Regions from separate parts of the Zea mays genome. Here region 1 is linked to region 2. Evidence: chromatin contacts called from public Hi-C data. All regions are on one chromosome and are shown on one strand. Each heading gives the region's core, a stretch centred on a gene start, on an enhancer-like site or on the middle of the called end of the contact. The rest is flanking DNA. Distances are from core to core; before and after follow the strand shown. Region 1 holds the start of LOC100273606 (CHL-CPN10). Region 2 has its middle 170 kb from the start of LOC103637679.

Region 1 (7,541 bases), core at 2,290-4,789, 220 kb after region 2:
CCAGGAGCGGACCGGAAACTTCGAGCAACATGCTCACTAAATATGGTCGTGAACTTGCCATCCACATGTTTAAAAATTGTATAAAACACAAACAAAGTCAGAAAATCATGAAACTTGTCCACGTGTCATGATATCATATGTCCAGGTTGTGATAAAAAATTGAGAATGTTTGGACAAAGTTGTGAGACACTATGTGTAGAAACCTAGGAGAACTACAAATGAAATCATAGAGTTTCAATGTGGATCTCTTAGGTTTGTACACATAGCGCGTCATAGTTTTCTCGAAATTTTTTCAATTTTTTATCACAGCATGTACATATGATATCATGACACGTGGACAAGTTTCATGATTTTCTGATTTTGTTTGTGTTTTATACAATTTTTAAATATGTGGATGGCAAGTTCACGGCCATGTTTAGTGAGCATGTTGCTCGAAGTTTATGGTCCGCTCCTGGAATCGGTCATAACTTATGCTAAGTAACATGAATATTATTTTTGCATGCATGATTTTCCAAGTTTCGAGTGACCTGCAGTTCAAATCTGAATTTTTCGAAGAAATTCAAATAAACGAACTAAATCTACTAACGATTGAAAACTCTGTTATAATTGTCCACAAATGATAAATATAGGTCTACATAGTGTAGGAACATACCACAAAAAGTTTGGGAGACAAAATAAAAAAAATAAAAATATACTTTGCCGAGTGTCTAGGGAAGACACTCGGCAAAGTGTCCTTTGCCGAGTGCCCAATATTTGGCACTCGGCAAAGATTGACGGCCGTCAGCTGTAGACGGCCGCTAACGGCCCTTTGCCGAGAGCAATCTTTGCCGAGTGTTTGACTTTCGGCAAAGCAGTCTTTGCCGAGTGCTTGGCTGTGCCGAGTGTCCTGCACTCGGTAAATAAGATCTTTACCGAGCGTAGGACTTTGCCGAGTGCGGCGCTCAGCAAAGTCGGCTTTGCCGAGTGCCCGATAAAAAGTACTCGGCAAACCGACCGGCACTCGACAAAGACCCAGATTCTGGTAGTGATATATTCATTCAAATCATATCACATCTTTCTACTCGGCAACAACAACAACAACTGAAGAGATCTAGAGGCATATCGATCATTTGCACTTTGTTGACCATTATGCTGGGCTGGGCGCGCATGAGAATCACGTTGGCCGGTTTTTCTTTTCTCTTTTTTCCTCACAACATACGTCGTTGGCAAAAAACAAAAAAAAAAAACAAAGGAAAGAACATTCTTTACCGCTAGCTATCCGTTGTCGTAATCAAAGGCCCCCGTTCGTTTCTTTCCCGCCACTCCACTACTCGACTCCAGTCCCGGTCCATCGATCGATCGGTGACGCTCTCTTTTCTTTCCCTGGGTCGCCCACGCCTTCGGCGGTCGGCTTTCAACGCTGCGCTTCGTCACGCATGCCGCACAGCCCTCCGCTCCTTCGCATCATCACGTACGCACGCACGCACGCACTGTCAATGCATGACTGCACCTACTAGAAACCACGAGAGATAGCATAACAAGCAAGCTAGCTAGCAGGTGCCAGTGCCACCTAGCTTGCCCCCGTTCCCTCTGCTAGTGCTAGCTCTAGCCCATTGTTAACAATAACTAGGCTATGTCGTCGTTGACCAGATGATTGGATCGATCCTCGTAACGCTAAAAAAAAAAGAAAATGATACATCCTTATCAGCACTAATAAGCTCTACACTAACCTTTCGCAATCAGATAAAATCTTGGAGCTAATAAACATGTGACGTGCCATCGGTTCGCCGTGTTCATGGTGGATTGGTTTGGTACCCGTCTAGGCGTCTAGCTGTCCATCTCAAAATTGACTTGCCTTTGCAGGTGATCCTCGTCGTAATTTCCCTCATGTTGCGTGTGCAGTTGGACTGCCTGCGAATCCACGAGTCGTCGTCTATCCAAAACCCAATGACGATGTATGAATTCTTATTCAAAATTAAATAAGAAGAGAATTTTAACCTCTTCAATCTTCTCCAATTTTATAGCTCCTAAACTAGTCTTTAGACTATGTATCTGTGATGGCCTTAGTCCAGCCCATATATAGACAGGGGTAGGATAGGAAGCCCTCGATCAATTTCTCATGTGATTTTACACTATCTTCTATGGTTTACTTTAAATTTTATCATCTATATTATCTCACTCACGTGTCTTGTCAGCGTTCTCTCTTCCCTTATATCTCTATTCTTTACAGCCGTTCACTCTAAATCAATCCTCCATACTCCACTATACTATTATTATATACATAATACATTTCCCTAGCATTAACTCAACTAGCATCCATATTCCCATACATCTCTAGACATCTCGCCTAAGCTAGCCTCCGCTAGCCAACTACCATGAGGACCCGCTTGTAAACTCGAGGATATTAAACAAAGAGACGGGAGGTTGAGATCTGAAACCAGTGTAAACTTTGCGTCCCATATGCTAACCTTCTAATTTAATTTCCTACGTGATATACCGATCTGTATTTCTCTAGCAAACAATTAATTCAGATAATTCGCATCTCCACATAAGTTTATTACAAAAATAGATTTAACGATCTATCTAATCATAGTAATTATATACTACAATTATTTATTTATTATATATATTTTAGTTAAAGCGGAAAGAATTTAACTCCTCAAAAACACACACAAAACGGCATCTATTTAGGGATATTTGTTTAGGGAGGTAGAGGTAGTAACCATCTTGCAGCCAACCGTATGCAGACTACTAGACATATGCCCATATCATGTGGTTCTTCTTTTTTCTTAAACTGCTCTCTAACGTTTTAGCTAACTACAATTTCTAACAGTTTCACTCAATAAAATACTCTTGCTTCTTCGAAATTTAAATATATTTTAACTTTAACTAATTTAGTATATATAAGAGACTATTACTATTTATGATGTACAATAAATATTATTAACACTTTCTAAAATTCCAGTTAAATCAAAATGTTTGACCTGCCTAAAACCATTGGTGACTTTGCTTTTAGTATTGAATTTGAGGAAGTACCACGCATACGGCATACCAACCGCTACCAGACAAATGAACTTGTGGTGTTTATCCTTTTTAATTCTATATACCTGGTGCCAGAATTGTTTCTCTGAACAATTATCATCCGAGAGCTGGCCGACAGTGTCTACGTGCAGTGTCTAAGGGCTCTGCCATGAGAACGGAATAGAGAAGTTGCCATTCGCCGAGCTTTTCCAGCCTTTTTCTTTAACCAAAACAACGACAAAGACAGATTGCGAGGCTAAAACTAGCGCAGCAAGGGCGCTTATCTAATCTACGGCCGGTTGTTACATTCCATTCCATATCGAGGATATGAAGCATTATACAAAAGAAAACTTACGTTGTTTCAGGCCCATTGTTCCAGCGGGCCAGCACAAATCGTAAATTCGTAATGGGGCCGAAATTGATGCTAAGCCCCTCCACCTCCAGATTATACAGACCATTTCGAGATGAAGGCCCAACAAGAAACTATAGAAGCATCGAGAAGAAATCCATCCCCGTGCAAAAACAGATAAGGGACGGCACGCGACGCAACTATCCTCTAGAGAGAGAGAGGAAGCCCGTCGTTCTGGAAGTTTCCACGCTCCGCGCCTCCGCCCCCTGGTCTCCGCTCCAATGGCGCCCTCACTCCTCGCCGCCATGTCCACCTCGCCCTTCCTAGCCAGCAGCGGCAGCAGCCGCAGGCCGCTAGGCGCTGCCCACACCCGACGGGCTGGACTGCGCGTGGCCGCGCTTAAGTACGACCCTGCCAAGGTGGGTGGGTTCGCTGCTGTGTGAATCCATGCGCTCTGGTTTCGAGTCTTCAAGGTTTGCTGGGTGGAATTTATGATCTAAGTCTAACGGTGTGGTTCTTGGTTTTTTTTTGGGGGGGGCAGGTGGCGCCGCAGAACGACCGGGTTCTCGTCCGTCTTGAGCAGATCCCTGAGGTCTCTCCGCTATCAATCGTGTCTCCACTCCAATACGCATGGATTGAGACGGATACGAGTGTAGCCGTATAAAGCCTAAGTGCTGTAGTTACTCTGACTTTGAGAGCAACTACGACCACTTGGGTTTTGAAATGTCTTATGGAATCTGAGTTTATTTATATAGCAGTATAATTGATTCACTCAAGCTAACACTCCCCCAACTATAATTACAGTATTCTGTTTACTGCACCGATTAGAGATATTGCAGTACTATCAATAAGTGTGGTTAGTTTGACATGTTAGCAGGGCTCTGTAATTTTAAAATTTTAGAATCAACTGTTGCACCCGTCCTTTTCTATACCTGAATTACTGTACAATCCTGTTTCCTGTGAAACTGTATTACAGGAATGCACATGTGTCTGCTGAAGTTTTTAGAAGTTGATAGTTTGATATAATTGATTGTTCTGAGTTCTGAGTTTCTGACAAAACTGTTTTATTCATGCAGAAATCTGCTGGCGGTGTATTGCTACCAAAATCTGCTGTTAAGTTTGAGAGATATCTGATGGGTGAGGTGAGATCTTGAAGGCACTACTATCTGTTTCTGTGATTGTTAATTTTAGTAGGATATAGTCTGACCACATTGTATTGTTCATGCTAGATTCTATCGATCGGTGCTGAAGTCAGTGAAGTTGAGGCTGGGAAGAAGGTAAGGAACATTTTATGACTTAACTCTTATTGATGCATGCTCAAATGCTCACTTGTGCAAACAAGTAGCATTTTTGTGCTTTGCGTGTGAAGTTTGTTTATACTTTAGAGAACAATCTATCATATATTTCACACTTTTGTTTATACTTTGGAGAACAATCTATCATATTATGTCACACTTTGCTTTGTGGTTTGTCTTCTAATCTTACTATTCAAATTTATTGTTTATCTTGGACAAAGGAACTAAGTGAATGGACTATGTTTACTTGAGTAGATTGAAGAGTGGTTATGTTTCTAAAACAAATATAGTGTGCTAATTTGCAAGATGCTACCATTATGACATTGTCTGCTACTGAAATCTGCTTGTCACGCCAGAAATAGACATGCTTTATTTTTGTTTTCTATCCTTGTCAATTTTTCCGGCAATTGAAATTGTTACTGTGTCAATTCTTACAGTTTGCATAGTTTGTTGAATGTACTTTTACTTTTACCGTAGTACAATGCTCATAATGTAGAATACTGTAACCAGTTTGCACTTGCAGGTTCTCTTCTCAGACATCAATGCTTATGAGGTAACTGGCTTATTTTCTCTTAACAATTTTTTTTGGCCTTGCCGTGAGCCCTACATTTTCCGATTCAATCAACCTAGCTGACTTAGCTCATTGTGTTGTAGGTGGAGCTTGGTACTGATGAAGAGAAGCACTGCTTCTGCCGTGAGTCAGACTTGTTAGCTGTAGTTGAATGAATTTTACCATGAAAATTTCGGACTTACCTGGGAATGCTCCAACGGCATGAACTTATCTTGCCCCCACTTTGTTGTATGCCATTTGAACGTTCGTTAATTCAGCTTCTAGATGATTGTTAGTTACCGTTGATTTTTGGTCGCCATAAACTGGAATTATGTTAATGCCCATTTTCTTTACAGAGGCTCTTGCTCACGTTTGGAATACGAAACTGTGCTGAACCGAACTTGAAATGTTTACATTGCCCATCTGATGTTTCTGCTTCTGAACATTCTTTAGGCAACATCCTAATTATTTCTATCAGGGTCTCCAGATTTTGTTGTGCTGACCATAGTCTCATTCGATTGGTTTGAAATGTATGTGTGTTCTTTTTAATGTTTCTCGTCCTCATTGCTCAGCCAGAGTTTATGGGCATGTCGAACACCATGGAGTATTCATGTACGGAGTATATAAAGAAGAGAATATGGTCAGAGTTCGGAACCTTGGACATCTGATCGGGAATGATTTGGAAAACAAAAACAAACAGTTTGTTCATTACTACTCAAAAGAGAGTTCGGTCATTCGCATGATACATATAAAAGGGAATGAATTGAAGTTCAAAGTTGACCAAACCAAAATCATAGCAAGAGGAGATTAATAAATGTAGTAGAGGAGAGCCGACAGTGGAGCTGTGGAGGTACGGGTGTTCTGGTTAGTTAAACCTGCTGCATAAGAAGTACCTTTCGAATCTCTCCCTGCACGTTGGTGAGCACGTTGACCACGCTGAGCTTAGCGAGAACCTTGGCCAGCTGGTCGACCATCCAGCGCGTAGAGCCGTCCCTGTAGAGGTTATGATCGACGGAGAGCACGCCGCGGTGGAGCTGCGGGTTGTTGTAGACTTGTAGCTGTGACGTGCGTGTGAGGAAAAAGGGAGGAGCCGAGGAGGTGGGAGCTAGGGGTAAAAACGGATTAGATATACCCGTCGGGTACCTACCGGATAAGGATAATGCAAATACCCGTTTTTCGGATACGGATTCGGTTATTTTTATATTCGGGACGGATACGGGTAATACCCGGATACTGTAGCTTCGGATTCGGGTCGGATACGGAACGAGAACTACCCGGTAAATAACCGAATATTCGGGTCGGATACGGCTACCCGGAATTCGGGTACCCGTTTTTTTCTTTTTCTGCATAATAATCTCTACTATTACTTAATTGTGTATTGTAGGCGTCCACACAGTGGTGTTCTGCCTCCCGACGCTCCCCTCCCGGGATCTCGGTCGCGCTTTCGTCGCCGCCATCATCGGCCCCGACATCCTCCCCTCCGCTCCCTCCCGGGATCTCGGTCGCGCTTTCATTGCCACCACGCCCATGCCCCTCCATTCTCTGTGTTGTGCCCTTCCATTCTCCGCGCAGTGCCCCTCCATCGTCGTCCCCTCGCCTCCATCCGTCGTCTCCCTCGCTCCGCTCGGACAATCGCCGCCTTCCCCAACGCCATCGAGACAATCGCCGCCTTCCCCCTCGCTGCCCCCCACGATTTGAACCACCACTCAAAGGCGAGGGCGACGGGCACCAAACACCAACCTGAGTCCCGAGCACGAGCGCCCAACCAAATGGCGCCGCACACCACCGCTGGAGGCGGGGGCGGGGCCGAGGATGAGGTGCCCGAGGCGGCGGCTGCATCCCCTGCGCTGTGGCACCGCCACGCGGGCAAGGGCGAGGGGCTGGGCGGCAATGGCGTCGACCGATGACCAGGCGTCTGTGGAGCGGGTGTTCGCGGACAAGGCGGTGTCGTCGTGGCGGGAGCAGCTCACGCTGCGGGCATTCGTCGTCAGCGCGCTGCTGGCCGTCATGTTCAGCGTCATAGTCATGAAGCTCAACCTTACCACAGGGATCATCCCCTCCCTCAATGTCTCCGCTGGGCTGCTCGGCTTCTTCTTCGTCCGCATGTGGACCGCCGCCGCCGAGAGGATGGGCTTCCTCCGCCAGCCCTTCACCAGGCAGGAGAACACCGTCATCCAGACCTGCGTTGTCTCTGCCTACGGCATCGCCTTCAGCGGTGGCTTTGGCAGTTATCTATTTGGAATGAGTGAAAATTAGCTAAACAAGCAACAGAGGCTAAAGATGCTAATAACATAAAGGATCCTCACCTTGGATGGATGATAGGGTTCCTATTCCTTGTCAGTTTTAT
Region 2 (7,594 bases), core at 5,075-7,574:
AGAAGTTCTAAATTTGCTCCTAAAGCAGTAGAAGGCTTTTTACTAGGATATGACTCAAACACAAGGGCATATAGAGTATTCAACAAGTCCACTAGATTAGTTGAAGTTTCTTGTGACATTGTGTTTGATGAGACTAATGGCTCCCAAGTGGAGCAAGTTGATCTTGATGAATTAGATGATGAAGAGGCTCCATGCATCGCGCTAAGGAACATGTCCATTGGGGATGTGTGTCCAAAAGAATCCGAAGAGCCCACACAAGAACAAGATCAACCATCATCTTCCATGCAAGCATCTCCACCTACTCAAGATGAGGATCAGGCTCAAGAAGAAGAGAATGAAAATCAAGACGATGAGCCACCTCAAGAGGAGGACACTGATCAAGGGGGAGATGATGATAATGAAGACAAGGAAGATGAACAAGAAATTAGGGATCAAAGACCACCACACCCAAGAGTCCACTAAGCAATTCAAAGAGATCACCCCGTCAACTCCATACTCGGTGACATTCATAAGGGGGTAACGACTAGATCTCGAGTTGCTCATTTCTGTGAACATTACTCTTTTGTGTCTTCTACTGAGCCATACAGGATAAAGGATGCACTAAGAGATCCGGATTGGGTGGTGGCAATGCAAGAGGAGCTCAACAACTTAACAAGGAATGAGGTATGGCATTTAGTTCCACGTCTTAACCAAAATATTGTAGGTACCAAATGGGTATTCCGCAATAAGCAAGATGAGCATGGTGTGGTGACAAGGAACAAAGCCCGACTTGTTGCAAAAGGTTATTCACAAGTCGAAGGTTTCGATTTTGATGAAACTATGCACCCGTAGCTAGGCTTGAGTCAATTCGTATATTACTTGCCTATGCTACTTATCATGGCTTTAAGCTTTATCAAATGGACGTGAAAAGTGCATTCCTCAATGGCCCTATCAAGGACGAGGTCTATGTTGAGCAATCTCCAGGCTTTGAAGATAGTGAGTATCCTAACCATGTTTATAAACTCTCAAAGGCGCTCTATGGGCTCAAGCAAGCTCCAAGAGAATGGTATGAATGCCTGCGAAACTTTCTTATCACTAATGGCTTCAAAGTCTGCAAAGCAGATCCTACTCTCTTCACTAAAACTATTGCTAAAGACTTGTTCATATGCCAAATTTACATTGATGATATTATATTTGGGTCTACTAACAAGTCAACTTGTGAAGAGTTTAGTAGGATCATGATACAGAAATTCGAGATGTCTATGATGGGGGAGTTGAAATATTTCCTTGGATTTCAAATGAAGCAACTCCAAGAGGGCACCTTCATCAGCCAAACTAAGTACATTCAAGACATAATTAAGAAGTTTCTAGGAAGATCCCTAGTGTCATGGGCTTCAAAGAAACAAAACTCTGTTGCTCTCTCCACTGCCAAAGCCGAGTACATTACCATAGGTCATTGTTGTGCGCAATTACTTTGGATGAGGCAAACCCTTAGGGACTATGGCTACAAATTGAGCAAAGTCCCTCTCCTATGTGATAATGAGAGTGCAATCTGCATGGCGGATAATCCCGTTGAACACAACCGCACTAAGCACATAGACATCCGGTATCACTTTCTGAGAGATCACCAACAAAAGGGGGATATCGAAATTGCTTATGTGAGCACCCACAACTAATTAGCCGATATCTTTACCAAGCCACTAGATGAGAAAACTTTTAGCAAACTTAGGAATGAGCTAAATGTACTTGATTCTCGGAACTTTGACTGAAACATTGCACACATAGCTAATTTATATACCTTTGATCATGTCTCTTTCAATTGGTACAAATGCATATCTCTTTTTTTCTTGTGCCAAGGCTAATACTAATGTTCTTTCAAGTGTACTCCTATCCTTAGTCTTAGATTGAAAGGGAAATGGAGTATTCGGCAAACAAAAGGCTTCCACTCCAACTCTGATGGTGTCATTTATCCTTTGTCGTTACTCATGTAACTCTAAGTTCGTATGACACTTCACTCATACTTATTTTATCATTTGGGAGAAAGCAATAGGACCCAAAGGGGGAGAAAGCGTGACTAAGGGCTCTGAAGTTCTCCGTTTTGGCGATTAATGCCGAAGGGGGAGAAAGTATTTAGCCCAAAGTAAAAGGACCGCACCACCACCATTCCAAAATTTCAAAAAAAAGATTATTTCAAATCGTATTTGAGTTAATTTTCAATTGGTATCTCATTTGATATTTTAAAATTATCCTTCAAATTGGTATCTTCAAAACCTCTCATTAGTATGGAAAAATTTCAATTGGTTTTTGTTATCCATTTCAAAAAGGGAGAATCATTTCAAAACCCTCTTGAAAGCTAAGGGGAGAATTTCTTCAGGGGGAGCTTTCGTTTAGTCAAAGGAAAAGCATTTGAAACAGGGGGAGAAACTTCAAATCTCAAAAATGCTTCTTTCAATCATATTCCTATACCTTTGACTATTTGCAAAAGATTTTGAAAAGATTTCTCCAAACGAATTGCAAAAATAATCATGTGGTGCAAATGTGGTCCAAAATGTTAAATAAGAGAAAAGCAATCCATTCATATGTATAAAGCCTTTCATTGGTATAATTCTAAGTAACCTATGCACATCAATCTCAATTGCAAACTAGTTACATTTCTACACTTCATATTTGCTTTGGTTAGTGTTGGCATCAATCACCAAAAAGGGAGAGATTGAAAGGGAAATGGACTTAATCATTTCCTATAATCGATTTTGGTGGTTGACGTCCAACACAAACCACGTGGACTAACTAGTTTGTGTAGATGTCATTTATCTCAGGTGCATAAGGTTCAACACAAACCAAGAAAGAAATTCAGTTAGGGACACAATAAAAATGGAGCAAAAGACTTAGAGTGTGCTAAAAATGGCGCACCGGACACTGCCCGGTGTGCACCGGGCCCGTACAGACTCAAACCAGCCACTCTCGGGAATTCAGCAGGCGCGCTCCGCTATAATTCACCGGACTGTCCGGTGTGCACTGGACTGCACGGTGTGCCAGCGGAGCAACGACTCCCTGCGCGCCAACGGTCGACTGCTCAGATGAACAGTGGTGAACAATGTCGCGCAAAAGTCAAAGCGCAGAAGTCAAAGGTCACCAGATTGTCAGGTGCAGCAAAAAGGCAAAGGGCTCCAACGGTCAACAGCTCAAAACCCTAACTGACGCGCTGACGTGGCACGCACCGGACAGTGAACAGTGACTGTCCGGTGCGCCACCAGACTGTCCGGTGTGCCCATCGCGAGCAGAAACAACCAACAGCTAGGAAGTGGTTGGGGGCTATAAATACCCCCAACTACCTCATTCAAAGCTATCCAAGCATTCTGAGTTTCTCATTCATTGCAAGAGCAAAGTGCAACACTCCAAGACACAATCAAAGCAATCAATCCACTCAAAGTTCCCAAAATCAACGCTAGTGCTTAGGGCTTGTGAGAGGATCATTTGTGTTCTTTTGTTGCTCTTGTCGCTTGGATTGCCTTCTTCCTTTCTCATTACAATTCTTAAGTGCTTTGTAAAGCTAAGCAAGAGACACCAAGTGTGTGGTGGTCCTTGCGGGGTCTTAGTGACCCGTGTGATTAAGGGAAGGCTCACTCGGTCTAAGTGACCGTTTGAGAGAGAGGGAAAGGGTTGAAATAGACCCAGCCTTTGTGGCCTCCTCAACGGGGACTAGGTTCTTTGGAACCGAACCTCGGTAAAACAAATCACCATGTCTACTCGCCTTGATTCTTGCTTGATTTGTTTGCCCTTTTTCCTCTCTCTAACGTTTCCTTGCTAGTATTGATTTGAGTTTGCTCCCCTACGTCATCCGCATCCTTTGAGCAACTCTTAGCAAGAGAAACAATCTTTCAGACTTGAATTTAATTCTAACGCTAACCCCCAACCTTAATGTGTGTTTAAGTTTATAATTTGAGGTTCCGCCTATTCAACCCCCTCTAGGCGACTTTTGAACCAGCTATCTGTCGGATGAACCAACTCAAAAACCAAATCATGTAGATCCAAAACTAGCCCAATGTCAAAACCGAGGTTGGGGCAAGCACAACATACCTTACTAAGTAAATCTAACGCACAACTATAGGCTAAAACCTAAGATAAAATCGTCATGAATCATACAACATGAAGAGAATAAAACTTGAACCAAATATAGAGTGATAATAATGCTAGAATGAACCTAAAAAGTTTACTAGGAGCCTAATGTTGAGTAATTAGATATTTTCTAGATTAAGTTCCGAATATAAATCATGAATAACAATAAATAAATTAGCATGTTGTTCCCTAACAGACTAGTAATTAAGCAGTATGTAGAACCAGGGGCAGATTTGGGCCCCGGGCCACCTGGGTCGTGGCTCGGGGTGCAACCCAAAAATTCTCTTGTATATAGGTCTTTTTTCAATCAAAAAATATAGCCCAAAAATACATTTCAGCTAAAAAATGTGGCCCAAAAGACATCCTGCTTGCACCGATTGAGCCTGACGCTGGCGGCCTCCCTTAGTCGCTCAAGTCGCGAGAATATAGGCTCTTCCAATTATTTCGCAAACATGCGCGGCTGCGTTTCCTATGTTGACAGTGGCGTGGCCGCCTCCATTCAGTCCTCTACCGCTCTCCACACCTTTAGGCTCTACGAATCCGGCAAGGGCACAAGGCAGCAACCTCCGAGGCGGCCGAGCGGGCTCTGACTCAGGCATCCACCAGTGCCAGTCCGACCTCCACCTCTGCCAGTCCGCCTCCAGCGTCCCTACGACTCTGTAGCAATGATGCGCGCGACCTGCACTGGCGCCGTGCCACCGCCCAAATTCGCCTCTGGCATTACATCTTCTTCTAAACTATACAACTTTCTCAACCCGATTCCCTTTCTTTTCTTATTCATAGGCGAGGGCAGAGCGCCTCCCTTGCCAATGGGCAACGACCACCTGAGCGGCGAGCGCTGTGTGTTGAGTGCTGACTGCCTGCTGTCATGTGCCCGTGATTCTTCTCTATTGTGAGTAATTGTTCCCGAATGTCTGATTCCCTTTCCCTGTCTGTCACAGTTTCACTGGATTGTTTTAAATGTTATCACCCCTAAAGTGCGAAAAATTAAAAGACGAGTAGTACATCGTTATATTTGTAGAGTGGCCCATGGCGTTATTTTTACGGAGCTCCGCAACTGTGTAGAACATATCCATAACTAAAGATAAACTGAATACGAGATTAGAACTGATGGCACGTACTGATTGGACATACCGAATGAAGATACTGAAGCGGCAAGGGCAGCGTTGGGGCAGTCATCAAGAAGAACACGAGCAATCGCATGAAGACACTTCCCAGAAACCTTATTCATCCTCTCCCGGTACAGGATCTTGAAGGCAGATGCGCTCGGGTGAAGAAGACCACGGTGGCGGCACAACAACAAGTAGAGGCAAAACCTAATTCGTGTTTTGATATCTTTGGCGGTGCTTGCTAGGCGCAATATATAGAGTCGCCTCAACGTCCGATAAGGACTCACATCATGATTTGATCTCATGTCATGACCTTATCATTATTCGATAAGGAATCAAAACTTAATGCCAAGCAACCAAAAATAAAACTAGAAAATAGCAAAAGGAAGTCGCGCCCCACAAAGCATGAGACTTGGATTTTGGCGGACCTTTCATGCACACGTCACGTACCCATGCCCTTTGCCCCGCCTATACCAGCGAGCACGCACGCATATGGTACTAGCAATATACGACTATTGATTTCACCGTCGCCTTATCATACATAGGCTTTTGAGATTTTATAGGATTTAATTGGTTTTTCAATTGGCTAAGCCCACAAATCCAACACCCAAGGTAGCAGAAAGCAACAAACTTCTTCAAATCCTTAAAATCGCCACTCGCCCGTCGCTTAAAAAAACCAGCATGGGAGAAAGATGAGAGGAAATTAAAAAAAGAGGAAGGAAATAAAATAGGCACTAGAAATCTAGGCGCGACAATTAAATTCTGAAAAAAGTAGCGTCAATATATAGAACATAAAAAGAACCACAAGGGTAGAGACAGGGACGACGCAGGGAGCAATGTATGTCAGATCCAGCGGAAAGAAATTCACGCATGGAACAATCGAGGGTTGATTAGCATTTGTCTATAACTGTGAGGAAGTAAAATGATCGGCCGGGCGAGCGAACGAGTCGGACTGCTTTGCTTGCCCACGGGGGAAAAAAAGGCAAGGGCGACAAGTCGCAAGCGTTGGAATCGGATCCTCATTCCATTTCATTTCCCGGCTTCATCAGCGAACCAAGCCAACCACTCGATCGTCAATTCGTCATTGCCGCGCAGCTTCGTGGGGCCCCGGCAGCTGCTATCGCTAGGAGGCCCACGCGAGCGAGATAACCAGCCCGAGCCCGCCACGAGTCACCAAACTAAGGTGCGCCTAGTTTCCTTTTTGCCGAGCCAAAAATCACACGCCAGCGAAGTCCAAGACTTCAAATCGATCTGATCTGGGGTATCCGGGCTGATTTGGTGACAGGGATCACGAGAAATTGGAGGGGATTGAGGGAGAAATTATTTCATTTCCCCCTCAACCCCCTCAAATCGTCCCGTGATCCTTTTGTCACCAAATCAGTCATAAGTGCGGTTCTCCATCATGCCACTAGACTGTATCTGTATGCTTGCCCTCCGAAAAAACCGCACCGATAATGCGCACTCTCCCCTACATGCTGAGAATAGTTGCATGATCTGTTTGGAATGAATGGATAGAAAATAGAATTATGAGAGAACACAGGAGTGATGACCTTTTTTCTAAACACAAAGGAACGTATCTGGTGCAATCAAGACAACTGGACACAAAAATGGGGGTGGGAGGGCCTTTTTAAAAACACCGTTTTCCAAAACAACTCTCACTGAATTTTTTAAAAAAGTTCCTCCTACCACAATTTATGTGTCTTAGTTGCACGATTACACAAGATACGTTTTCTTTTTAATGGGGGTGGGAGGACCTTTTAAAAAGACTAGTTTTGAAAACAACCCTCCCACCTCTTCCTGTTTTTTTAAAGATCCTCCCACCACAATTTTTGTGTATTGGTTGCAAGGTTGCACCAGATACGCTACCTTGGAACAAAGGAGTACAAATTGTAATACTAGGGGTGCAAATGGTACGGGTTCGTATCGAGTTCTAATCCGTTTGGAAGGGTTAGATCTGATTCGTATTCGAGTCCAGATATTTAGTATTCGATCCGTACCTGAGTACTAAAAAATGGATAAATATGATGTCGATAGCTATTCATGTCTTATACGATACATTTGATTAATATCTGTATTCGATCGGAATCTGAAGAAAAAATATAAAAACAAATATGGTATTCGATCCGATTACGTCCCTATGTAATAGGGATTCATTCAACAACTACCCCAAGATTTCTCCTTCAATTACACTACAAGATCCAGATCAACTGTAGTTTGGAACGTGATGAGCTTGCGGCAAGAGAGATTTATCTTGGACTTCACGTAGGAAAAACAAACAAGAGATTACAGTTGATTTTTGGTTCCCTTAAAATCATAAAGGTGCAAGAACCTTTCCTCACCAAAGGAAAGAAGGAATCCTAGGTTCCAAATACTGTTACAGAGTCAAAACT

The links. Hi-C and Micro-C count contacts between places; a contact is called where the count stands out from the background.
Region 1: a contact with region 2 is called in a Hi-C map of bundle sheath, with 3 times the contacts expected there. The contact joins the promoter of LOC100273606 here to the enhancer-like site in region 2. A contact is called at or near these places in 2 of 25 Hi-C or Micro-C datasets (bundle sheath and leaf).

The regions. Positions count from the first base shown.
Region 1 is chr1:97,499,352-97,506,892 of Zm-B73-REFERENCE-NAM-5.0, forward strand. LOC100273606 (CHL-CPN10) reads left to right here and starts at 3,540. Exons shown (of 6, transcript NM_001365740.1): 1 at 3,540-3,768; 2 at 3,891-3,941; 3 at 4,426-4,491; 4 at 4,579-4,626; 5 at 5,168-5,197; 6 at 5,299-5,546. The coding sequence starts at 3,631. The coding sequence ends at 5,370. It also overlaps the pseudogene LOC103644803.
Region 2 is chr1:97,273,062-97,280,655 of Zm-B73-REFERENCE-NAM-5.0, forward strand. No RefSeq gene overlaps it. Among protein-coding and RNA genes, the nearest start is that of LOC103637679, 170 kb to the right of the region's middle. Within about 2 kb of position 6,325, at least 12 of the 20 cell types and tissues checked have an H3K27ac peak or open chromatin away from gene starts, as enhancers often do. A contact at or near this core is called in bundle sheath and leaf, where this site is marked.